2 separate regions of the Mus musculus genome follow, and region 2 is linked to region 1. The links are chromatin contacts, called in public Hi-C maps. All regions are on one chromosome and are shown on one strand. The core of a region is the stretch at or near the end of the contact, and the rest is flanking DNA. Distances in the headings are between cores, read along the strand shown. Region 1 has its middle 68 kb from the start of Gm31870. Region 2 has its middle 61 kb from the start of 4930503O07Rik.

The links. Hi-C and Micro-C count contacts between places; a contact is called where the count stands out from the background.
Region 2: a contact with region 1 is called in a Hi-C map of cortical neurons, with 2.8 times the contacts expected there. The contact joins two enhancer-like sites.

Annotation. Positions count from the first base shown.
Region 1 is chr1:193,584,527-193,591,390 of GRCm38.p6, forward strand. No RefSeq gene overlaps it. Among named protein-coding and RNA genes, the nearest start is that of Gm31870, 68 kb to the right of the region's middle. Within about 2 kb of position 2,590, at least 42 of the 459 cell types and tissues checked have an H3K27ac peak or open chromatin away from gene starts, as enhancers often do. A contact at or near this core is called in cortical neurons, where this site is marked.
Region 2 is chr1:194,158,704-194,165,567 of GRCm38.p6, forward strand. No RefSeq gene overlaps it. Among named protein-coding and RNA genes, the nearest start is that of 4930503O07Rik, 61 kb to the right of the region's middle. Within about 2 kb of position 2,463, at least 27 of the 459 cell types and tissues checked have an H3K27ac peak or open chromatin away from gene starts, as enhancers often do. A contact at or near this core is called in cortical neurons, where this site is marked.

The sequences.
Region 1 (6,864 bases), core at 1,340-3,839:
GTCACACATTGATCTGTATGATTTATATTTGTAAGTTCCTTTGTTTCTCCAAACCAGAGTGAAAGGCATGAGCTACCGATAATCTCATTTACAGGGAAGACACTGAAGGGTAGGTCATTGCTAGAGGTCACTCAGCTGCTGAGAGACAGGGATGAGATTTGAACCAATGCAGTTGGTGCTTCAAGGGCTTTGGGCAGGAATACCCCCCCTCACCCAATATTCAGGCGCTCTATTCTCATATTTGGTTGGAATCTCTTTCTTCTTTACAGAGAATTTCCACAAAGGAGGTCTCCCCTTTTTGTTGCATTTGGGAGTTAGTGCCTTCTGCCCAGGCTGGCTCCTAGAGGTTGATTACGGTGGCTACTGGTCATGTGAGACTTGCAATTCTGGGGTCAATACTGACATGAAAGCCCCTGCTATTGATTATAGAATCAGTATTAGGACCTCTCTCAGATTCCTCTCTAGTCTTTTTCTTTCTATTTTCATGCACACACACACACATTTGCAAGTATACACATACAAACATCTTTCTAATGAAGGAAGACAATGCAGTCTTTTGAAAGGCCAGTGTCTAGACAGAGTTATTGCAGGTAGAGATTGGGACTTATTAATTATAGCAGATTATTTTCTGCCCATTTCCATATTTATGACTTGTCTTGGAAAGCCTTGGGTTTTTCAGAAGCCTTTTTAAGTATCAAGAAGGGACTTTGTACCCGTTTTGTATTGGCCCTTAAAAGGAGGATTCTGCATCTGAAGGGTGAGGGGTAGGCATGGCCCATCCATTTCTAGGCTTCTCAGCATGGAGGCACACTCTTTCCTGGAACTCTGCTCCTCTAAACCCAACCTTGACCTAACAAGAAATGCTCTCCTCCCCATCCCTACTCCCTAATGCTTAAGAGACAGCTCCAGCATGCTAAACCAATCCCCAACCTCATCTCCAGGGGATTCTACTTTCATAGGCAAACTACTAGATTTCTCTGGGGCCCAGATAGATTTCCATGAGTAGACCTCTAGCAATGAGTGAACAGAAGAAATGAGGATACAGATTCCCTATAAAAGACCTGAGACTCTATCCCCAGGGCAGTAGGATGGAAGAACTGAGTGAGGAAAACCAGCTCACACTGGTGGCTAACTGGAGAGCCTCACATACGATTTCAGATCTGAAATATCCTTCAGACTCCTATGAGTAAGCCTGGGTTCTCAGTTGGTGTTGTATGAGAAATGATTAGATTGGAAGGGCCTAATCTCATCAATGAATTAATCTGTTCAGAGTTTCATTGCTAACTTCATAGCTAAATGACTATTAGTGGGGGGCATAGTTGGGTGAAGTGGGTCACAGAGGTGTTGTACCTTTAAAGGGTCTTCCTTGTTTCTAGCCCCTCCTGTCTGCATCTCTTGCCCTTGCTCTCTCGGTCTGAACCACAGTGGATGAGTGGTTTTGTTTCATCCAGTGCCCCTCAGATGATCAACCTCACTTTGTGTCTGGAAACAATGCAGTGAACGGACAGGTCTCGGAAACCACGAGACATACGAATCTTCGGTTGTTTTCCTCTAGCACTTCGTCACAGTGATGGAAACTGGGCTATCACCATGGCAGAAGAATCCAATCACTTAGGGTACATGAGCATTATTGAGAGTTAGGAAAGAAAGAAACAGAAAGGCAGCTTTGTGGAATGTTTACTGGGGGACAGTGAATGAGGCCACTGAGAATGTTACTGTCCTTTGATTAAAATAAGATTCTCTGAAACATGACAGAAGTTGGTTCTTTAACTGTGATGTTGCAGTAGGGATGACGTTCTCAGATGAAATTAAGACACCTATTTCCTCAAACATTAAATTTGACTCCATAGTTGTGATCTGGTGGGAATAGAGGAATTTTTCTTTAGTGTACCAACCGTGGGGCAGGTAGGGGTAGTATTTGTACAGCTGCAGGGGTCAGTCATACATGGAATCTGTCAGACCTGAGAGACCTACTTCTGTCCTACATCTGTGTGGGACCCGGATGATTTCCTGCTGGCCTCTCTGGAACCTGGTCTTCTAGTGTTCAATTTGTGATACTGCAGATATACATGTCTGAGAGAAAGATCTAGCCCTGCATCTTGGCTAGCTTGGCCAAGGATAGCAAACTGTGAGCCAGGAAGTAAGAATTTGACATTCCCCTTTCAAACTAGCCCCTATGAAGAGTGCACATGCTGGGACGAGAGGCTCCCAGAAAAAAATCACAACAAAGTAAATGGAGTGTCTGGATGCAGGTGACTCAGTTGACACAAGCAGAGCCAGGAACTCTGCAGGAAGGTGGTTAACTCTGGTGAGAGCCCATCAACGCCCCGTAAATACTAGGGCCTCTTCCAGGTATCTGCAGTTTTCCGTGGCACACCGGTCTTGGTGGAGCACTGCAGATGCCACCAGAGCTGCTGCAATACTGTGGTCATGTGGGGACAGAGGCACAGACAGCCACTGAGTGAGTTGATGAAGTCTGGGCAACACAAGTTTATTCTATTTCTGGGCTTCCTTTCCACACGGCTCAGGGAAAGCTGTTGTTATTTCACTGAGTGAGATGGGGGAGAAGAAACAAGTTAAGTGTCAGCTGCACAGCGTAGTCTTGAAGAAGGTTGGCAGGAGGCAGCAGCCGTCCCAGCTGTACCACCGACACTCCAGTTCTCCCACTTGGAGTTGGGCTTCAGTGGATAGACTGTTTGCCACGTGTCTGCCTTTCCTGGCTCATGTTTCCCAACAGCCATAGATAACTTGGATGAAGTTATTAGTGGATCTGATTGTCTGCCTTCAACACTGTGTATAAACAGGCATGCTTATCTGTGTGGCTTTCTGGCTACCATTGTAAGGATAGGTAGAGAGAAGGTCTTTATTCGCTAGCCAAATATGGCATCCTGCTGTCCTTTTGGAGCAATGTGGCTTTGTCCTGGATCTTTTGGCATGAATTCTTCACAGGCTTTCAGATGTGTCAATTTTAGCAGGGAATTCTGTGGTAGATTTGGCAGGCAGAGAATAAATCAGAGGTCTATACCCTGACTGTTAAGGAGAATAGGAGGCTAATTACCAAGATTGCAAGCTCATTAACAAAGCCACAAGCCACAGAATCAGAGGTAGAGGGCACACACTCACTGTTAGTGGGACCTTATTGGTGAGAATTGCACTTTGTTTCGAGGACTTGGTAGCATGTTTTAAGGCTGGGTCAGGGTCTGCACAAACACACACACACATAAGCCCCAGTGTCTACCAGGACTTTCAGAACAGCCTCATAGCAGGCTCCCTGGCATTTTGGCATTGCTGTGGTGATATTTGGTACTGGCTTGTGAAATACAAACCTGCCCTACAAAGGCCATGCTCCTGTCAGACCATGTGAGAACCCAACATGTCCCTATTGGGGATGGGTAATTATGGAGGCCAGACTCACAGGACCCAAGGCGAGCTTTCTGTTATCCTGTGCTTTCATGTGCATTTGAAGGAGACACTGAAGTTGCATAGCAACCAACACATTTCTAGATCATGAGGAGCTCTCCAAGGCACCGATGACACAGACTGCCCGATGGCAACTAGGTTGAGACAGGAGGATGCCACTCTCCTGAATGCTTAAGGCAGGTGTTGGACATCTGTGTCTCTGCTGGATTCCATGTCTCCCAGAAGGCTCAATCAGAAGCTAGACTTTAAACCTCACCCCGAGACACAGAGTAATTACAGGGTGGGTGTGCTTTTAAGCTGGAGACAGGGGAATGAGTTTTAAAGAGGGAACGTGAGATTTCTCGATTTAGTTTACTTGAAATACCTGGTAAAGAGTTTCAGATTCTAAAATAGATGGTAGCTGACATTTGCTTAAGTTTAGAGGATGATGTAGCTTTCTTGGTCTCTGAAAAAGAGTAAAATCTACTTTAGACTCCCACCAGCCAACTTCATAGCAACATTTGGGGCTGTGAGGATGAATCTGAGGCAGGGACTGGACATTTGTGGAATGCCGGGAGCCTGGAAATCAAGCTGTGGCATGCTCCTCAGCTGAGACATTAGAATATTGTTAGGGCCCTCCCACCCCAACCCCTGTGGCAGCTCCGGTCTCTGTACAGCTCCTGCTTGCTTGCCTCAGAAACAACACACTCTGAGCCTGCAAGGAAGCTTTACATTCTTCTGAAGAGAATGCTCCCCGCCCCCCATTGTGATGAGTAAATCAAGTAGGGGTTAGGCCATGTGATGTGGAATTTTGATTTTAAATCATTTCTGACATAGTTCTAAGATAAAAGCTCCCGAGAAAGGGACCCTTGCATTGAGACACAACCTCACTGCCTGGCAGCAGCAGCAGAGAAAAATCAGAAAGAAAGCTTTGGAGCCTTTCCAGTCTCTGCCTTGCTGTTTATGTGGTGGCTATCGATTCTCTAGAAGAGGACTCATACTCTGGGCAGCAAGGAGCTATATTTATGTTAACCCGTGCACTTGATACCTCCTCACTGAGAACAATGAGGCCCATCTAACCACGAGAGGACCACACATCTGCATTTAACTGGGCTGGCCACAGAGACAGTCCGGTGTCAGTGCCTGGAGCAGGGGAACTTTGGAAGGGAACCAATTCAGAGTGCAAACTAAGAAACTGAGACTTGGGTTCTCAGGTTGGGGTGCAAATCACAGAGGACAGATTCTCTGCCAGTTGCATGTGGGCTCTCCTAGGGATGATAAGAGATGCTGTTGGCTCAGGCGCGCCACCTTGTGCTAGGACTCTGCTATCACCGTTGGCATTTAGTGGCAGATGGGGGGAGGGGGATTGTTAACATCGAGAAGAGTGGAACAGTAGTAAGGGGTAGTGAGGGAGTGGTGTGGGGTTGGGGAGAGAAGAGGTGGTAGGAAGGTTACAGAGGGAGATGGAAGTGAGAGAGGTGACAGTGGGAGGGATGGTTGTGAGGGGATGGTAGTAGGGGTGGCAAGTGGGGGGGGGGCAGTAGCAATTAATCTGTTTTTTCCTGTTCCATTTTTTCTTCTTTTCTATTTTCCTGTCTCAACTGCCTCAGCTCCCCTCTCTCCACCTGTCTCTTTGGACCTAAATAGATTTCTCTTTTCTGTTTGGAAACCACACATTATAACTATCTACACATTGTCACCAAAACCAATTTGTGCAAACTAACAGGCTTATCAGTGCCACTGAAATGAGATTAAAACTGCTTCCAGTGAAACAGATAAAAACCAGATGAATGAAGCCTGCTAATAAGACATTAAAGATAATGAGGAGAATGACTAACCGGTTGATACAGTGAGCAGTTACGAGAGCCCGCTGCTCAGGATCAGTAAACTGCTCAGAATCAGTAAAAGAATCCACCTTTAATTCCCCTTTGTCATCGAGATATGATCACATTCGCATCATCATAGTTTGGTTACTATTTATCTGTGAGAGCAACATCACACCTTTCTCTAAAGTGCTTACGGGTGGGGAGAGTAAGAGAAAGGAGAAGAAAGACAATTGCTTTGGGGATAAAGCTCTTATTCCTGCTTTTTTAAGACTGGAGGGGGATGTTTAATACCTTGTTTATGTTTGTGTGTTGGTTGTGCAGGCACACTCTTTCATTTGTTTCACCTCTGAGAGGGGCCAGCTCATAGCCAGCCTGCTTTACATTACACAGTTAGCTAATTATCACATTAACAAGCCACATGAAGACAATCTGAAAATTGCATTTCTGTTAGTAACATCTTGGGCCATGGTCACTGTAACCCTGGTGTCTGGCTTTGCGTTGCTGTGGAGAGCCTTTCCTCTATCCTGCAGCTGAGTAGATGGATCTTCCTGCCTCACTGGGTATGAGTTAATGGGGAGGGAGTGTGGAAGAGAGAGAAGTCATTTACCATTCAGTTAGAGCTTTCCCAACCATATTCAGTTAGAGCTTTCCCAACCATATGATATGCAGGCTCAGTGTTGTGCTCCCTGAAGGAAGGCAGGTGAAAAAGAACTCTGCTCTGCCCTCAGGGGCAGGAAGGGGAATAAACAGAGACTAGATGACAGGCGGACAAGTCCAGGGACTCTGTGATTATAGGAAGCACCACAGACGCCTGGAGGAGGGAGCTGCTCTCCAGAGGAGCCAGGGAAGGCTGCTCAGAGGAAGAATTCTTTGATGTGGGTATGAAAGGAAGAATGGGCTTTGCTAGAGGGAGAAGTGGTGTAGGGCAGAGATGGAGTAATTGCACAAATAGCCATGAACGGCCCTGCTGTGTTGTGGGAAGAAATGCTCGGGGAGGGGGGGGGGGGAACCTGGGAACAGCTGAGAAAGGAGGCCAGCGAAGAGGCTAGAGGCCCATGTTCCATGCTGATCTTTCCACATTTATTCTTAACAGTCAGGCTCACTCTGATCAAACCTGTTGTGAATGGATTAAAGGCAGAAATGAGTGGAGTCAGAAGGAAACCCAAGCCTGAGCCCTGAGGTAGCAAGAAGTTACCCCACTTAACTTTTGACAGGCTGTACCATCTCTACTAGCTTGCACCTTTGAGCTGAAGTTTTAGCGTTTGCTAGCCCAGGATACCCTCAGACTTTCTGGGATTACTGGAAAGTTTAGGTGTAATGCCAAGCCCAGATCCCCTATAGACTGTAGTTGGCTACAGTCACTGTAATGCCAAGCCCAGATTCCCTGTAGATGTCCCTGGCTCTGTAGTTCTTCAGAAGTTCTGCTGTGGACAGGGATTAGAGTAGGATGCTGATGGTCACAGCTAGTATGATTGTGTGTGCCCTTGCTGCTAGATGGGGAAATTGCACAAACAGCCAACAGTAGTTGGAGAATCACTACAGCATGTAGGGGACAGAGGAAGTCCAGAGTGAAAGCACATATTGGAGAGAGACACTTCCTGTCTTCAAGATGCTTTGCTGAGTGAGATGGAACTTATAC
Region 2 (6,864 bases), core at 1,213-3,712, 570 kb after region 1:
CGCTTTCATGGAGTTTATGTTAGTGGCTCAATGAAAGCTTGCTTCATGTGAGTGGGTTTAATGCACCCCTAATCCCTTTGTTTGAGAGTGTCAGTACAGATTATAGGAACCTACTATAAGCAGCTACTTAGCAGCAGAGCCAGAAGCAATGCCTTTATGCTCTTAAAATTCTTTCCTTGAAATTCAGACTTTACTAGACAGTGCCCGTGTGTGCCTCAGTACTTGTCTCCTTTCATCCGGTATATGCTAGAACTCTGTGCCTTTTGTGTTTACAGAAACACCATTAACTCCACATTCATTCTTTTATCTCTCTGGATGATCTTCAGGTTTTTCTGCAGAATACTTTCAGGTCTTTCACACACAGACACACACACAGACACACACACACACACACACACACACACACACACACACACACCCTGTACTGTACTCTAAGGCACCCCATGGTAGCCATACCACCTTTTGTGCACAGCAGGAGAACACTGTGTTCCCAGCCTCTGTTCTGACAACATCAAATAATCTCTCAAATTTTGGCAGAAATATCAGTATAAAAGGTAAACAGGGCTGATGCGGGACTCCTGTTCCCCTGTTCCAGACAGTAGATGCCAATGAACCGCCTCCCCCATCATGTTGATATCATCTTTGTTTATTTTTTTAAGTGCCTCCTTTACAAAGCTCACATGAAGTTAATGAGAGAGACCTCAGCTTCTTCTCATGGCCTGGGCTCTGCTCATAGGCTCACTGGCTCAGACATACTGGAGAACTTTCTTCTGTGCTATTTTCAAAATATTCCCTTAAAAGGCAATCTCATATGTATTACAGTATCAATGGTTTGTCTGTTACTGCCAGGGCATGTGAAGACTATTGTACGTCTTTTGATCCACCCTTAATTCTTGTCTTCAAGTTAGAACCTAAACAATATAAAGTTTTCCATATTTTTCCTAACTCAAAAAAAATGTCCTTTAGAAAACTGATGAAGATGACAAGAAGTGTTACATAAAATTATGCACATCAGTTTTCAGGGCCATGTAGTTACAAAGATACTAGCAGCATCTCTAGAGGATGGATGTGATGGAATAATAAAGTTCAGGATCCTTCCCTGCAGGACACAGCCTTTCAGATGCCTAAGGCAGATCTCGACAAGACCATCCCTGGAGACCCCTGAGAGGGACCCAGCACAGCACTCTGTGGCCTCTTTCTTTCCCAGTGTCTGTCATTCCAAACCATGCCAAGATGCTGAGATGGACAGAAGGCTCCTACCAGCTCTACTAAAGAGTAAGCTCTCTTCATTCCATTTTTCATTGGGAATGCTGTGTCTTTGAGATCAATCACTCCTAAGACTTACTTGGCTGAGAGTTCTACATATACATCTATGTTTGGGAACATTAACTAGGCAGGAATCTCCTTTTGTCTGGTTCATCAGCTGGTATTTCAATGTCCAGAACTCCATTATATGACTGTATATCTTTTCTACAATCAATCAATCCATTAGTTAATCAACTAATTAGTCAGTCGGTTAGTTAGTCAGTCAGTTAGACAAAATAGTATGTGTCTTGTGTTTTGTCTTTTTGAGCAAAACTAGAGTGAGAAAATATTCTTACTCCAAATCTCTGAGTATTTCTTTTTATTCACTTTTTCCTCTTTAAATTTTCTGGTTCTATTTTCATTTATTTGTATTTTTTTTCATTTTTTGATATTTAATCTCCCACACCCAATTTTTATCTTTCTTTCTAATAACAGAAACTGAGTCATCTCAAGTAGCGTCTCCATGGTTTCCTGATGTTTCTATCTATATTCACAAAATTTCAGAATTAGAAATCTTGGAAAGATAATATATAAGTTGAAAATCCTCCAATTTTTAATAACAAGTCTTCTTTGTGTGAACTTAGGAAGAACATTTAACTTCTCTGATTCTCCATCTGTCAAATGAAAGTAATATTAAAAATATAAAGTGAAATACTCATAACACAAATACGTTAAGAATAATAAATGCTTGTGGGAGCTCAAAACCCATTGGGAGCTCCTCTCTAAATGTTGGCTGTTCCTGCTCCTGATCTTCCTGTCAGCCTTGCTCTGCCTGACGAGCTGGTGCTTGGACTTGCTTTTGAATCCTGGTCTGCACCAGACGCTGCATTTCTGGAAGAATGGCCAGAATGAGCTTCACTGTTTGCACGCAAGCTATCATTCCTGCTTTACAGCACACTGAATGCCTAGCCTCTGAAAAGCCCTCTTTCCTAGGATAGCCATTTGGTGGTTTTTCTTTCTTTTTTCCTGAGCACCTGCTCAAGCAGAACGTGTGATTTACTGCTGGTCGTGAAGGTGAAAGAGATTTTTGACAAGCAGAGAAATGGAAAAAGTCTGAGCTTTGTTCATTAACATGCGATCCTCTTTGTGTGGGCATAGGGGGAGGAGGTAAAGGAGGGGGTTGGACATATGAGTTACAAACTTGAAGCCTAATTTGCTTATGAAGACAGATCTGCGTCTGGCAGAAACACATGGCACTCCAGTCCTTGGGCCCAGAGTTTGGGAAGCCTGATGCATTTAATTGGTAAATCATCTGTCTTTCATTGTCCCCCACCAGCATTATCTGTGAGGCAGCTGCCCACCTTGGCTGATTAAATGATTTAACAGGATGGCCTTCTGTCTCTCCTGCCAGGGCACTCAGAGTCCAAATGAGTGTTGATGGTCCTTTCCACCCGGCTGTGGGTGAGAGCAGATTTTCTCACTGTAAGACTTAGAGTTATGTCTTCTCAATGCCTCTCAATGGAAAGTATTTGCCCCCCCCCCCGCCCCCGTACCCACTTGCTAATAGTTTTTGTTTGTCTACAGGATCCATTGTGTAAGCAGATGTCATACAGGCAGTTGGGATGCCGTGACATATTGTGGATAAACTAGCCATCACAGGCCACTTGGTTACCTTTTCTAGACCGGCAATAATCTTCCAAGTGGCTGGCAAAATTCTATTTTCCCCTTTGAGAACTGTGAGGAGAATGCCATTTATGCTGTAGTCAACATGCTTCCAGGGAACAGATTTTGTGGTAAATCTTTTCACTAGTTGGTATGGATGACAGTTTGGGTCACAAGCTACATCCTGAGGAACCAGCTGGTGCACAGATAACCAACTCCATGTGAAATAATTGGGAGCTACAGCAAGGTGTTGGAAACACTTGGGCTTGAAGTCTTACCCTGTTGTGCTGTCTGATCCTGCTCCCCAGTATACTTCTCCCTCCTTTCTTCCTTCTCTCTTACCTTCTTAATCTTTTCTTTTTAATAGTTCTTTCTAAACCCTAAACACAGACACTTGTTGGCATGCATGCACATGAGAGAGACCTTCTTCCAGTTCTGTACTAATGTGGAATTGTCAGGTTGCCAGGACATAGTCATGAATTTTACTAGATATGGCCAAATTTGATCTTCAAAATACCTGTAACAATTTGTATTTTCACCAGCAGTATTTCAGAGTTCTTATTTTTCCTCTTTCTTACTGCCATTTGGTACCCTCTAACTTAAAGACCTCTGCTAGTTGGGTGGTGGTAAAGAATATGTCATAGTAGTGTTACTTGAATCATTCTGACTACAGGCATGTAGGCAGAGTTCATTCCCACATTCATTTTACCTCGAATTTCATCTCAGAATTGTTATTTTGCATCTTCCATTTATTTTTCCATTTGTTTCTATAAATTGATTTGCAAGAGTTTCCTTATAGTTGAATGTCAGTGTTTTGCTTGCTACATGTGCGATAATGCTTCATTTTGTGGAGTATCTTAATTTTGTTTATGGTGTCTCTGGTTGCACAGAAATTTCTTATCTTGAAGATTTCTGTTTTTGTTGATATAGTTACAATGGTGTCCTATTGTGACATTTTGCTGTTTCTTTTGTATTAGACATAACTAGTTTTTAAAGGATTTGCTCACATTTAGATCTTTAAGATATTTGCAGTTTGTTTTGTGCTTTGATTATAAAAGTAATTTAATTTTATTTTACTCTCCATGTACATGAAAAGACAAAGATGTTGGCATCATTTTAATCCCAGCTGGCCTTGTATGCCTTTTTAATCAGATGTGAAGGCCTCTAAGATGCTTAGATTTTTCTCAACCATCCTCATTGTTTCCACCTCTTTGACCTTCATGGCACAGTGCCCTCACTGCACTTTCTAACTTTCTTTAACAATGGATTTAGCATTGTTTTTAGTTTATTTTAAAGGAACTAATTTATTTTTATTTCATGTGTATGAGTGATTTGCTTGCATTTTATCTATGTTCACTGCATGCATCAAAGTCCTGAGATTGAAGTTACAGACAGTAAGCCAACATGTGGGTGCTAGAATCAAACATTGGTCCTCTAGATGAGTAGCTAATGTTTTTAACATCTGAGCTATCTCTCCAGACCCCGATATGTGATACCTTATTGTGTGTTTGGTGGTATACATCTGTAATTCTAGGAAGCAGGACAATGAGACAGGAAGAACAAGTGTTCTAGGCTAACCTCAATTATATAGAAAGTTCAGTGCTGGGAGCGAGGAGAGGAAGATAGAAGGGGGGAGGGAGGGAGCAAAGAATGGAGGTAGGAAGGAGAGAGAGAAAGAGAGAGGGGAGGTGTGGAGGAAGAATGTCTCTTAGGACAAGTCTACATTTGCACTTTTGGTTTTACCTGTCTCCTGCCTCTTTTAAATCTTGTTTCTTTTTAATGGCACTTTCCTACAGTTCTTGACATTGTCTTTGCATTTCTAAACGATAAGGATATGGTAGGATATAGCACTTACCTGCTATGCACTGTGGACTTGATCTTCAGCACCACAATCAATCAATCAATCAATCAATCAATCCCTAAAGCCAACCTTGAAAGACTATATGCCTCTGTGTCAGAATATTTGTCATCACATAGATTACATGCATTCTGTCATTCCTTTTTCAACCCCACCCTCATGTATGTGCAACACAAATACAACGTCACCTCTTCCTTATATCCTCAGTCTCCCAAACACCATGCTTCTCTGTGTGGCCTTGTATACCAATACCTCTTACCTAGATCTGTATGTATAGCACATGTTTCCCCCTGTCATGTCTGTTGCTCCATATCCTAAATTCCCAATGGAAACAAGTCCTGTTTTCTTAGAGCATACTCTTTGAAGAACCAGCTATCAAATGCAGGTCTGTGTGGGCTGACCTCTTGCCTGCAAATTCTAAAGGATGAAGGACTAGGTTTGGCAGCCTGTGCTCTGTTGCTTCAGATATTCTAAGAAGCAGATGCTAAGCAGTTCAAAACATTCATTGGGAAAAACATTTGTAGATGGAAAATGAAGCAAAAAGAGCTCCCATCATAATGTGGTCTCATGGCTGTGGGAAGAGATCAAAGGAAGAAGTAAGCAGTAATGATCTTAGGCACCTGGTGAATCCCAAGAGTCACAGGGAGGCTCTTGGGGGAGTAAAGCTGCAGCTGTCCACTAGAGGAATCCCACTTCTGTACTAGTGGATGCTTTCCAAGACCTTTTCTGTGTTCTGTCACCCTGTAGAGGGGTCCTAGGAGCCCATGGCTGTAGTCACAGCAGTTCAATGTCCCCCACACAGAGTTTCTCCTTCAAAAGACCTAGTGCAAACTTCCATAGAAATGTCTATGCCCAAACAAACCATTTGCTCCTAAAATCCATGTGGTCACTGCAGTGACATGTGATCTGCTCAGGAGACCTCTGGAGTATAAGACCTCTGCAGTAAAAACTTTGGTATATATTCTGAGTGCTAAGGGTTCTGGGAGGAATCATAACTGGCCTGCAAAAGGAGACACATTTCACTGTGCCAAGGGAACAGAATTGAGGGAAAGACGGCACTATAGTTGGAAAGAGGAATATCTAAGAATCCTGCAAAGTGCTCATGGGAGAAAAAATTCTGTACCTGACCAGCACATAGAGCATAATCATAAAAGATGCTTTCTATAGGAAAGATTCACAGAAACTTTCTGTTCCCTTACTTTTGATTTGTTTATAAGCCCCTACTCTAAAAAAAGTCATAAAACTATGATGACATCTTGGAGAAGAAAAATAGCCAAGGCTGGAACATGACCTATCAGTCTGCTTTTATTGATATAACTGAATCAATGGTGGTTGGTAATATTTTTTAAAAATCCAGATGTGTGAAATCAAGGTTTTTAAGACTGAAAACTCACTATGAGGTAGCCCTGCTTATCTTCTGGTGATAACATCATTATGGGTGCCATTGTATTCAACGTGACTGAAAGAGGGCATATTACCTGGTGAGAAAGAACTCAGAGAAAGATTTGGTCAGAATGCACCAAAGCCAAGAGCAGGGGAATATTAATGCCCCCCATGCTGCTTCATTGTGCATCCATCTAGCTTCCTTTATTTTTTTACAGTTCAGAGTTCAGCCTACATATATTAGTCAATGTTCTATTACTATTATTATTACTATTATTATTGAAGAGACTCCATGACAATAGCAACTCTTATAAAGGAAAACATTTAATTGGGTTGCCTTACAGGTTCAGAGGTTAGTCCATTATTGTCATGGCATGAAACATGATAATACTCAGGCAGACATGGTGCTGGAGAAGGACCCAAGAGTTCTACCTCTGGATAATTAAGCAGCAGGAAGAGAGAGAGACACACAACCTGGCTTGAGCACTTCAAACCACAAAGCCCATTTCCAGTGACATACTTCCTCCACAAAGGCCATATCTACTGCAACAAGGCCACAGTTCCTAATAGTGCTACTCCCCAGTGATCAAGCATTCAAGTCTATGAACTTATGTGGGCTATTCCTTTTCAAACCACCACCACACTAGTAAATGTTGCCACCAACAGTAGGCTTAATTAATTAGTAATCAAGAGCATCTTCCATAGACAGGCTCACA